2 separate regions of the Ovis aries genome follow, and region 1 is linked to region 2. A link is a contact called in public Hi-C data. All regions are on one chromosome and are shown on one strand. Each heading gives the region's core, a stretch centred on a gene start, on an enhancer-like site or on the middle of the called end of the contact. The rest is flanking DNA. Distances are from core to core; before and after follow the strand shown. Region 1 has its middle 120 kb from the start of TRNAF-GAA. Region 2 holds the start of RBM17 (RNA binding motif protein 17).

What was found. Hi-C and Micro-C count contacts between places; a contact is called where the count stands out from the background.
Region 1: a contact with region 2 is called in a Hi-C map of tail adipose tissue, with 7 times the contacts expected there. The contact joins the enhancer-like site here to the promoter of RBM17 in region 2. A contact is called at or near these places in 8 of 16 Hi-C or Micro-C datasets (blood, hypothalamus, liver and 3 more).

Annotation. Positions count from the first base shown.
Region 1 is chr13:11,156,394-11,162,078 of ARS-UI_Ramb_v3.0, forward strand. No RefSeq gene overlaps it. Among named protein-coding and RNA genes, the nearest start is that of TRNAF-GAA, 120 kb to the right of the region's middle. Within about 2 kb of position 1,673, at least 3 of the 54 cell types and tissues checked have an H3K27ac peak or open chromatin away from gene starts, as enhancers often do. A contact at or near this core is called in tail adipose tissue, where this site is marked.
Region 2 is chr13:10,875,594-10,881,690 of ARS-UI_Ramb_v3.0, forward strand. It overlaps RBM17 (RNA binding motif protein 17), which reads left to right and starts at 2,728. Exons shown (of 12, transcript XM_027976505.2): 1 at 2,728-2,861.

The sequences.
Region 1 (5,685 bases), core at 423-2,922, 280 kb after region 2:
TGCAGCAATTCTGATTGCCCTGTGGTATGCAGCTTTTTTGTTACTGATTCTTTAAAAATGTATAGATTATACTTCAGTCCCTGGGTCGGAAAGATCCCCTGGACAAGGAAATGGCTACCCACTCCAGTATTCTTGACTGGAAAATTCCATAGACAGGAGCCTGGTGGGCTACAGTCAATGGGGTTGCAAAGAGTTGGACATGACTGAGCAATTAACACACACACATGTGCTGACTAAAGGTGGGGTTCATGTTTCAAATTAAGGGGAAGGCAGAACTGAACTTTCTGACTTCTAATCTTGCCTGGCCTGTGAAATAAATCCATCCCCTGATTAAGTCTGACAGCACTGTGTGTGTTTCTTGTTTCTCTGCCTCCCTCTAGAGACTCAAGTCCAGAATTACGATCTATATTATGCTTTAAACCAGTGTCATCATATTCTAAATGTATTATATTCTCTATACCAGTGTCAGTGGTAAGGGCTTCCCTGGTGGCTCAGTGATAAAGAACCCACCTGCCAATGCAGGAGATGTGGGTTTGATCCCTGGGTTGGGAAGATCCCCTGGAGGAGGAAACGGTAACCCACTCTAGTATTCTTGCCTGGAGAATCCCATGGACAGAGGAGTCTGGTGGGCTACAGTCCATGGACTTGCAAAGGGTCAGACACGACTTGGTGACTAAATTAGTAGTATGTATTGTATATTGTACATATATAAATGAAACAGTACACACACACACACACACACACACACGCTTTTTGCAGTAGGAAGTTACTGCAAGAACACAGAAACTGCAACAACCACCAAAAAAGCCAAGTCTTATCTCCTTCCTTCCTTTTCTCATACATCCCTGATAAAGCGGAACACTGTAGTATACAACCACCAAGGGCACAAAGATAATAGCCCGGCTCAGGTTTCTACCTCTGTGTTCTTTTTCACCCGCCTAGGACACTCTGGCAACCCCTCTGTACCAAAGGGAAGAAAGAGTAAAAATTAAATACCAAACCAAAACAACAGCAGCAACAACAAAAAGAGGATTTAGAATTTCAAAGGAAGAGTGAAAGTAAAAGTTCAAAGGAACTGGAATTCCCTGGTGGTCCAGTGTTTAGGACTCTGTGCTTTCACTGCAGGGGGCAAGGACTGAACCCTCACACCCTGCAGTGGAAGGGGAATTAAGCTGTTGCATGCCTTGTGGTGTGGGAAAAAAAAAAAATCAAAAGCAGAGAGGAAGTAATTACTCTTTCCGTTTTTTATCTTTCTCATATAGAATTAAGAGTGATTTTGCGCTTGGGAATCCATAAAGGAGCTGGGGCAACTTTTTGCTGGTTTTCTGCACATTCTCTGTATCTATAGATAGATAACATGACTGACTCAATGGACATGAGTTTGAGCAAACTCCAGGGGACAGTGAAGCACAGGGAAGCCTGGCATGCTGCAGTTCATGGGGTCACAAAGAGTTGGACATGACTGAGCAAGTGAATAACAACATTATATCCTGACCACATTCACCCTTCCTTTCTTCCCTCCTTCCAGCTCCTTCCCCTCCTCTCTCTAATCTCTCACTACTGGTTTTGTATTTCATATTTTATCTGCCCTGCCAGGGAAGCCATCAAGCCGGCTTCACCCCTGAGGGTTGCTCTCTCGCCTACAGACATCACTCACCTCTGCGCTAGAACATTTTGTTTCCAGCAATTTGTAGATGGTAAACACTGACAGGCAGGGAAGGGCGGGAGTCAGACTTCTCAATGATACTGTCATCAAATAAACACTGAGGAATTTGCTACCAGCCAAACATGGGCAGACTGTCTTGGTGATGCCTGCCACTCAGAAATCAGGAAAGGAGGGCAGGGGTTTGAGCATGCTCACTTTATACCAGGACTGAAGTAGCTTGATTCTACTATTTTCTACCCAGAGCCTAGCTTAGCAGCCAGGTTTCCATTACTACTGTGTTGTCGCTCAGAGCCACTAAGTGTCCCTGGACCAAGAGTTCCTGGGTCTCTCTCAGCTTACAGCTGGCACTGGCGGATCTCAGACGAGGTGTTTGACAACCAGAGAGACAGTGCTGTTCCCCATGCTAGGGACTTAAGGGAACTTGGGGAAGCTACCATATGAATGTTTCATTTAGAATGCTGGGGGCTTTTTATCTGTGTACCTCTTAGGATTGTACCCAAGGGCACTGGACTGCCGTTCGTGTTTCTCTCTATAGCCATGGCTGAATTATGTGAATTTATTTTTGTGTCCCCCATGCCTGGGGCATGGTTCATGCTAAATAATTGCTTATATCAAGAATGAATGAACATACCATAAAACTCCAGGAGGAAAACAGGCAGACCTTTCTTTGACATAAATTACAGCAATATTTTTGGGATCTGTCTCATCTCCTGGAGTAATGGAAAATAAAGGAAAAATAAATGGGACCTAATTAAATTTAAAAGCTTTTGCACAGCAAGGGAAACCACAAAGAAACTGAAAACACAGCCTGGGAGAAAATATTTTCAAACGACAAAACCAATAAAGGCCTAATTTTCTAAATACACAAACAACTCATACAGTTCAGTGTCAAAAAAACAACCTAATCAAAAAATGGGCAGAAGATCTAAACAGACATCTCTTCAAAGAAGACATACAGGTAGCTGGTAGGCACATGAAAAGATGCTCATCATTAATTATTAGAGAAATGCTAATGAAAACTACAATGGGATATCACCTCATACTCATCAGAATGGCCATCATTAAAAAGTCTACAAATAACAAATTCTGGAGAGGGTGTTGGAAAAAAAGACACAAATATTAATTTTGTTCTGACTACAGTTTCTAGGCCAACAGATGCATGTGACATGAAGGGTTTTGAGGAAAGTCTTCATGATTTTCTTATCTTTATGGTGAGAAATAGGACATAAAGGTACGTATGAAGAAAAAACAGAAGATACCAGGTTACAGATGCAAGAGAAAAAAAAAAAGACAAACTTTCTATAAAAAGTACCCATAGATCTGATAGCCTAGAGACAATTTTTAGCCATTTCGGTCACAGTTTTAGTAGTAAGAATAAAAAATACAGAATTTTACTCTTTTTTTTTTTTTTTTTTTTTTTTGCCAAGGTGGCATGCGTGTCTGCTCAGGCACTTCAGTCATGTCCAACTCTTTGTGACCCTATGGACTGCAGCCCACCAGGCTCCTCTGTCCATGGGGATTCTCCCAGGTTGCCATGCCCTCCTCCAAGAGATCTTCCTGGCCCAGGGATCAAACCCGGGTCTGTTGTCTTTCTTGCATTGACAGGTAGACTATTGCTGAGCCTCCAGGGAAGCCCTTGTCAAGGTTAGTTAAAGGCAAAATCTTTGCTGTTATTAGGGAGCAAGAGCGTGATCTTGTAGGGAAATGGAGGCAGGTAACAGATGGAGGACTTACTCAAATTCCTGCGTAAAGTTCAGATGAAAGGTCCCTTTAGTGCCAAGCTCTATGATAGTGGATTCCATTTTCCATATGTATGTGTGGGTACAGAGCAGATCTGCTTGTTCTGGGCAGTTGTTTTCCTTCTGGCAAGTCTGTGCATTGGATAATTCTGTGTTTGGCCTTTTCTTGGGCTTTCACAAGCTGCTGTTCTCGTCTGTGTCCTGTCCCCCGACCCCCATCCCCTGTAGCCCGTCCCTGGGCTTTGCCTGTACTCTTTCTGGCTGGTCTTCACTTAACACACTGAAGATAACTAAGTGTTAATTCCCCAATGCCATTGGCATCTCAGCCCTGGAGCTCTCAAAAATTTTCTGATCCTCGAAGTTAGCTAAATTCATCGTGGTGATCACATGCGTTTGCAGTGTACGGACATGTCAAGTTGTCGTGCTGCACAAATAACATGGGTACAATGTTTGTTATTTAAAAATATTTATTTGCCCCAGGTCTTAGTTGCGGCATGAAGAATGTCTTAGTCGAAGTATGCGGGATCTAGTTCCCTGATTAGGGATCAAACCTGGGTATGCTGCATTGGGAGTCCAGCGTCTTAGCCACTGTCTCCAAGGAAGTCCCTAACAGGGATACAATATTTTATGTCAGTTATAGCTCAGTAAAAATAACAAACAAAAAAGATGTTTAACAGTGAAATGTTAAACTGGTTGAGTGGGAAGGCAAAGTTTTTGGAAGACGGAATCTGCCTGGTGTCTTCTGAACTACCCCTAATAGGCAACTCAGGTTTTCATCCGGCTTTTCCAAAAGGGTATTTGCGAGAGTTTGGGTGGAGTAGGGGGTGGAGAACGCTACTCCTGGGGGCACCAGGCTCTGAACTGACATTGCCGGAGTACCAGCTACTTTCCCAGACTGCCCATGCTCCTCACGGAGCCCCTGGGAACAGCGACAGCCCCAGCATCTAAGGCATCCGTTGCCAAGGAGACCCTCTGGCCGGAGCCATGACTTCAGCTCAGTGGCATTCCAGGTCAGGCACGTTTGCTGCCTAGAGCTGGCATGGCCAGGGGCCATCTTCCACGGCTGCTTGACCATTTGTTGTGGGCCTGTTCATATTTTATCAAAGTGGAGGAAAAGCATTAAAGAGAACTGTGCCCTTTGAAGCTGAGATTGGTTTGTAAAACAGCAAAGTCTGAAGCATGGTGTGGACTTCAGACGTACATTTCTAAACCAAGATCCTTGGTTTAGAAAGTCACAGCAGATGGAGACTGTAGCCACAAAATTAAAAGATGCTTGCTTCTTAGAAGAAAATCTGTGACAAGCCTAGACAGCATAATAAAAAGCAGAGACGTTACTTTGCCAGCAAAGGTACATATAAAGTTATGGTTTTCCCAGTAGTCATGTAAGGATATGAGACTTGGAACATAAAGAAGGCTGAAGGTCAAAGAATTGATGCTTTTGAACTGTGGTGTTAGAGAAGACACCTGAGAGTCCCTTGGACTGCAAGAAGATCAAACCAGTCAATCCTAAAGGAAATCCTGAATATTCACTTGAAGGACTGATGCTCCAATACTTCGGCTACCTGATGCGAAGAGCCGACTCATTAGAGAAGACCCTGATGCTGGGAAAGATTGAAGGCTGGGAAAGAGAAGAGAGTGATAGAAGATGAGATGGCTGGATGGTATCACCAACTCAATGGACATGAGTTTGAGCAAGCTCCAGGAGATGGTGAAGGACAGGGCAGTCTGGCGTGCTGTAGTCCATGGGGTCGCAAAGAGTTGGACATGGCTGAGCAACTGAAAAGCGACATGTTAGAACTGAAAAGACTTTAGAAGATACTTATATCAAACACCATCATAAGATTATTCTTTTAAGCTCCAGAACTGTGTTCTAGTCCAGTCTCCAGGTTACTTTTTAGGGCATCTCTAAAAGCAGTTTCCACAGTGGAGCTGTGTTCTTTGGAGCCTGAACCTGTGAAATAACATTAGCGTAAGTCTCCCTCTAGTGTCTACAATTATAATTGCAGAGTCAATTAACTCGGAATGTCTGGATGCAATAAGAAACCTAAACACAGTGATCATCCTTTTAAAGGGGCTTCCCAAATGGAAAGTTAGTGGTAAAGAACCTGCCTGCCAATGCAGGAGACGTAGGAGACATGGGTTCAATCCCTGGGGTGGGAAGATCCCCTGGAGGAGGGCAAGGCAACCCACTTCACTATTTTTGCCTGGAGAATCCCATGGACAGAGGAGCTGGTGGGCTACAGTCCACAGGGTTGCAAACAGTCAGACGTGATGGCAGCA
Region 2 (6,097 bases), core at 1,478-3,977:
GCTTCAGCTTCAGCATCAGTTTTTCCAATGAATATTCAGGGTTAATTTCCTTTAGGATTGACTGGTTTGATCCCTTTGCCATCCAAGGGACTCTCAAGAGTCTTCTCCAGCACCACAGTTTGAAAGCATCAATTCTACACGCTAACCTTGCTTTATGGACCAGCTGTCACATCCATACATGACTATTGGAAAAACCATAGCTTTGACTATACAGACCTTTGTCAGTAGTGATCTCTGCTTTTTAAATATTCTGCCTAGGTTTGTCATTGCTTTTCTTTCAAGGAACAAGCGTCTTTTAATTTTGTGGCTGCAGTCACTGTCCACATTGATTTTGGAGCACCCCCCCAAATGAAATCTGACACTGTTTCCACATTTCCCCAGCTATTTGCCATGAAGTGGCAGGACTGGATGCCATCATCTGGTCCTACTGTTTTCTGAATATTGAGTCTTAAGCCAGCTTTTTCACTCTCCTCTTTCCCCTTCATCAAGAGTCCCTTTAGTTCCTTTTCACTTTCTGCCAGTAAAGTGATATCGTCTGAGTATCTGAGGTTGTTGATATTACTCCCAGCAATCTTGATACCAGATTGTGATTCATCCAGCCTTGCATTTCACATGATGTGCTCTGCATATGATTAAATAAGTAGGGTGATAATATACAGCTCTGATATATATAAATTAAATAATAAATAAATATTATAAATCTGAACAAAGTCATCTCTTAAGCTAATTTTACTTTCCTTTGTATCTGGAGTTTATTCCCCTTAGCCCATGCTTTGTATTTTTGTGCTTTCTTCCATTTTTCTTTTTTAGTTTATGTTGATTCACATAGATGTGTGGTCTTAGTTCTGACTTATTGTTTTGTTATGGTTTCTGTTTTTTAGTTTTTTCAAATATTTCACTGAGTGATTTTATGTGACTTGCTGCTGTTGTGTGCATGTGTCTTGAGAATTTGAAAGGTTTGTATTTTAGTTCTGATTAATGATAATCAGAATGCCATCTGATATCCTTAACCACCTATTTCTTTAGGTTGACTACCGACTCCCTACACTATTTCCTTCTTTTGTCCCTTCTCCTCTCTTTTCTTAACCACCAGTTTTTAATTATATTCTTTCTTCATATGTCCCTTTGTACTAAGGTGCATATTTAAATGTCGACTATTTGATTTATCAAACTAGAATGTTTTTACCCCAAAATATGTTATTGAACCAAAGTTGGGTCCACTTGCCCACAAGCAGTAAAACCAATCTATTGACATGGGGTTGTGACAAAGAGAAGTCCAGCATTTATTGCAGGCATCTAGCAAGGAGAAGTGGCAGCTCATACTCAGAGGACCTGAATCTGATAGCTTTGAGGAAGAGGTTTTAAAGGCAGGGTTAGGGAAGGGGCTGCAGGCGGCCTAATCATCTCCTGAACAGTTCTCAGACTGGTTGGCATCAAGGTGAAGTTTCAAGCCTCTTCAACCTTCTGGTTTCAGCCAGTTTAGTGTCTACATGCTTGCAGTCAGCAGTTCTCATCTGGCAGAGGCTGCTTCCTGTAAAAACAACCTAGGGACGTGTGTCAGACCTTTATCGTTCAGGGCCCTGGGAAGTGAGTGATTCTGCTCTGTGGTGGGTTTATAGTATAAATTGTTACCAGTTTCCTGGCTCAATAGCTATTTTATATCTTCACATTTCCCAGTCATTAACTCTTGAGTCAGCCGTTTGAGACTTGGGGAGGCCCGGGAGATTAAGCAAAATCATTTTACTTCAAAGGACAGGGACCTAGGGTTTGTATATGATTTCAAATATAGACGAGAAAATCGCATTGACACAGAATCCTATTTTCTCTTTCGTCCCAAATTTTGTCCTATCGTTTTGAAATCATGAGGCTTTATAACATGTACCGTGTATGTATACATGTATGTATACGTATATAACATGTATCCTGTAACTCTAACTTCATACCCATGATTTTCTTATCCCTTCCCTTGTGACTCAGCTGGTAAAGAATCCGCCTGCAATGTGAGGGACCTGGGTTTGATCCCTGGGTTGGAAAGATACCCTGGAGAAGGGAAAGGCTACCCACTCCAGTATTCTTGGGCTTCCCTTGTGGCTCAGCTGGTAAAGAATCTGCCTACAATGCAGGAGACCCAGGTTTGGTCCCTGGGTTGGGAAGATCCCCTGGAGAAGGGAAAGGCTACCCACTCCAGTATTCTGGCCTGGAGAATTCCATGGGCTATACAGTCCATGAGGTCTCAAAGGGTCAGACACGACTGAGCAACTTTCACCTCACACAGTTAATTCAGCACCCCTGGTCTTGTCTTTTACAGCCCTTTGGCCATTCATCTCTCCTACTATGATTTATCTTTAGCTTTGTGCACACTGATGATGAACAGTTTTTTTTAATATAAATTTATTTATTTTAATTGGAGGCTAATTACTTTACAATATTGTATTGGTTTTGCCATATATTGACATGAATCCGCCACGGGTGTACATGTGTTCCTCATGAAGCCCAAATTTGTAGCCCTCCTCTCCGCCTGAGGTCAATGCCAGGCTCCCGGGTCTGTAGCGTCACAACCTTTTGCCATTGCGACCCCTCTTGGCTGCAGAGGAAATCTCTCGGCTCTGCGGGCGTGGTCCTCCGGACGGCAGGGGGCGCACGGCAGCAGGGGCGCCCTCAACGCAGGCGCCGGGTGCCTCTCTTCCGGCCGTACGCGCCGTGACCCCGCGCCGCCGCGCGTCCCGCGAAGTCTGCGTAGGGGTTGGCGCCGGAGCGGTGCTGCGGTCGGGGGCTGACGCCGAGCCCCCAGCCCGCGGTGTCGGCGGCGCGTCGGCCTCGGTGCGCCGCCGCGGCCCGGGATCGTCGGCCGGGCGGGCCGGGTAAGTGGTCTCTGGGGCCGGTGGGCGGGCGTGGGCCGGGGCCGGCGCGCCTCCTCGGGCGGGCGTCGCGACAGGCGAGGCCGCGGCTTTAGGCCGCACCGCGAGGGGCGCGGGGCGGGGGTCCTGACCGGCCCCGCGCCGCTGGCTGCCCTGGCCGCTGGCAAGCCTCCCGTCTTCTCTCTCTCCCTGCTCCCCACGTCCTTTATGTGCCTCGGCTTGCAGGGCCCTCGCACCCCTGCTCTCCCCTTTTTCTTCCTCGTCTGTTTGCTCTGGCCTTGTGTCTCCTGGACCCGAGGGCACCTTTCCCTCTCCTGTCCCCTCCCTCTCGCTGTCGGTCTGTCCGGGAACAGCTGTTGGTCCCTTGAACCCAGTAGCCGGGGCCGCCGAGGAAGGAATCCGTTTCCGCCCCTGGCTTCGAATCAGGTGTGGCCATCCCTCAGAGACGAGGGTTTTACCTGGACGAGGCTCTGGCACTGCCTCGGACCCTGTCTTTTCTTAAAGCGGTGTTTTAGCTTCGATATCCAGTCACAAAGCGTTTTTTGTTTTTTGTTTTGCTTGAGCGTTTCCTTTTGCCCAGGTCATGTTTAGGAACAGCAAATAGTTAGATCAGTAAGATTCTGTCTCTACGCTCCCGTGAGTTTAGTTTCCAGAGAAACAAGTGTAAAAAGCCACGCCTCGGTCGGTCTGGAAAGGCTTCCTAAGGAGTGAGGCGTGTAACTGAGCCTTGGGGGTGTTTTGTTAAATGTGCAGGATGGGGGAAAGCTTCCTTGCAGAGGAAATAAGGGTAAAGGTAGCGGAAGGGAAGCACCGTAGTGCATTCTGGAAACTGCAGGAAAGGTAGATAGTGTGAACGTGGGTAGTCAGGTCAGATCAAGACGGTTCTCTGAGAAATCAATGGAGGAGGGTCCTGGGAGGTGCTTATTCCTAAGGGCAGGCAGAATAGTGTATGGTGAAGTCGCTCAGTCGTGTCCGACTCTTTGCGACCCCGTGGACTGTAGCCTGCCAGGCTTCTCCGTCCATGGGATTCTCCAGGCAAGAATACTGGAGTGGGTTACCATTTCCTTCTCCAGGGGATCTTTCCAACCCAGGGGTCGAACCCGGGTCTCCCGCATTGGGGGCAGACGCTTTAACCTCTGAGCCACCGGGGAGGCAGGCAAGTGGGTGGGAAATAGGATATTCTAGGGGAGGGCAAAATTCTGGACATTCTCAGGTAGGTGCGGACTGTGTCTCCCCTCAACAGGTGGAGTTTTTAAAGGATGCAGTTCAGTTTCCACAGTTCTGTGAGTTAAGGGCCACAGGCATTTTGACTATAGTGAGGATATTTAGGCGATATGGGATATTACATTAGTAACTTAAACTGTAGGTGATTTATTTTTAGAAGAAATAAAGCAAATGGTATATACTAAGAAATGTGCTGTGTGCTGACTGACCACTCACTGATATATTTAGAAAATATTTAAAAAGTGCTTAACAATGTCCCACGCAAGGTGCTCAGTTGGAGATATAAAGATGAAGACAGAAACATCCCTTAACGCCTTGAGGGGTTTATGATATAGTAAGAGACAGACATGTCACCCAGTGGAGCCTAACAAGACGTGTGTTCAGGGGGTAGCTGGTTTTATGTGAGGTTTGTTGTCAGCAAAGGCTTCAGAGATATACTTAAAAGATGAGCACATGGGGTGCTGCTGAGAAGACGTCTTCCTTGTTCTTTTTTGCTAGTTGCACGTGTTTTAAAAAAAATACTTCTCTAGCTTGGGTAGAATCTTGAAAAGTCATCATTCTTCCAGAAGAGCTGTGTTTACCGTGTTTCTTTTTAAGTAAAAGAAAAAGCATACCTGGAAGATGTGTTGATCAAAGGCTGATGTTACTATGAAAACGAAGTCAGTAGTGAGGCGGTATTTTAAAGAGGTTATGAAAATCAACTGTTTGTATTTCCATTTGGTCCTGGCTTCCTAAGATATATTCAGATGTTAGAAAGTGCTCCGTTTTTATTACCTGCCACCAGACTTCATGAAATAAATGTGTTGTATCATCTGAAAGACATCTGAGCATTAAGCAGGTGAAGTTCAGGTCCTAACAGAGTCTTGTTAGTGCGCTTGTTATTTTCAGCGTTTGCCGCAGAGAGGATGCATGAATCAACTGTGACATAGTTACAAGTACTCAAGGCAGCCACAGTGAAGATACATGCGCCTTTTAAGGAATGCATGCAGCAAGCTGTGTCGGTAAGGTGATGTAAAAGGAGGAAAGGAAGGAGTTAGCATGGGGTTCAGGCTGCTGCTGGGCCAAGGAGATCACTTGGGTGGATGGGATGGGATGGGGACCATATGGGTGGAGGGTGGTCTCTTGTCTCACTGGTGCTTGTTGCATTATAGTAGTTACTTAAAGCAAGTCTTACAAGTGCAGGTGGGTAGAGCGTGTTGTTGCTGTGGTCCATCCAGTTCTATGAATTTGAAGGTCTGTGGAGAGAAAAGTGAAGAAAGCTCTTCTGCCTTTACTGTGATGAGATCTGATGTGTAAGCTCCGAGGTACAGAAAGCTAGCAGATGCTAGTAAGGGGGCATCACTTTGTGATATTTAAGGTATGCTTTTGAAGGTTCTGAGGACAGAAACGGGGAACTTTAAATGAACATAAGATTTTGCTGCACAGTGACTTTCGAAGCTTGCAGAGCAAGGTGAATCGGGTGCCGTTGTCAACAGCTAGCTTCCGGTAGACTGGAGCTGGAGGAAGTATGGTGGCATGGAGCCTCACCAGCTGGGTGATGAAGTCTTAGGAGTTGGGCTCTTGGCTGAAAGGACTCTGCTGGAGGTAGAGCGCCTCTGCACTTCGTGAGCGTGTAGCCCTGAAATAGGGAAAGTTTCCATCAGCGTTCACTCCTTCCCTAGGGGGACGGCCAGCATCCTGTTAGCACACACTGCCTCGCCTAGTGCTGCTGCTCCTCTCCCTTTTACCTGGTTTTTAAAAAAATTTTGATGGTGGTAAAATATACATAACATAAAATTTGTCATTTGAACTGTTTTTAAATGTGGTGTTGTGTGCCTATTACCACCCAACTCAGAAGCTTTTGTTTCCTCTTTACTTCCTAGTGGAGCCTGTGGGCGTTGTGTAGTTTGACTGCTGATTCATGTGGCTAAAAAAGAATTTATTTAATTGTTGATATTTAAAAATGTTTATTGAATGCCTCCTCTGCCAGAAATTGGAAATGCAGAAGTGAATAAGTTGGTCTTTTCCCTTCAGTT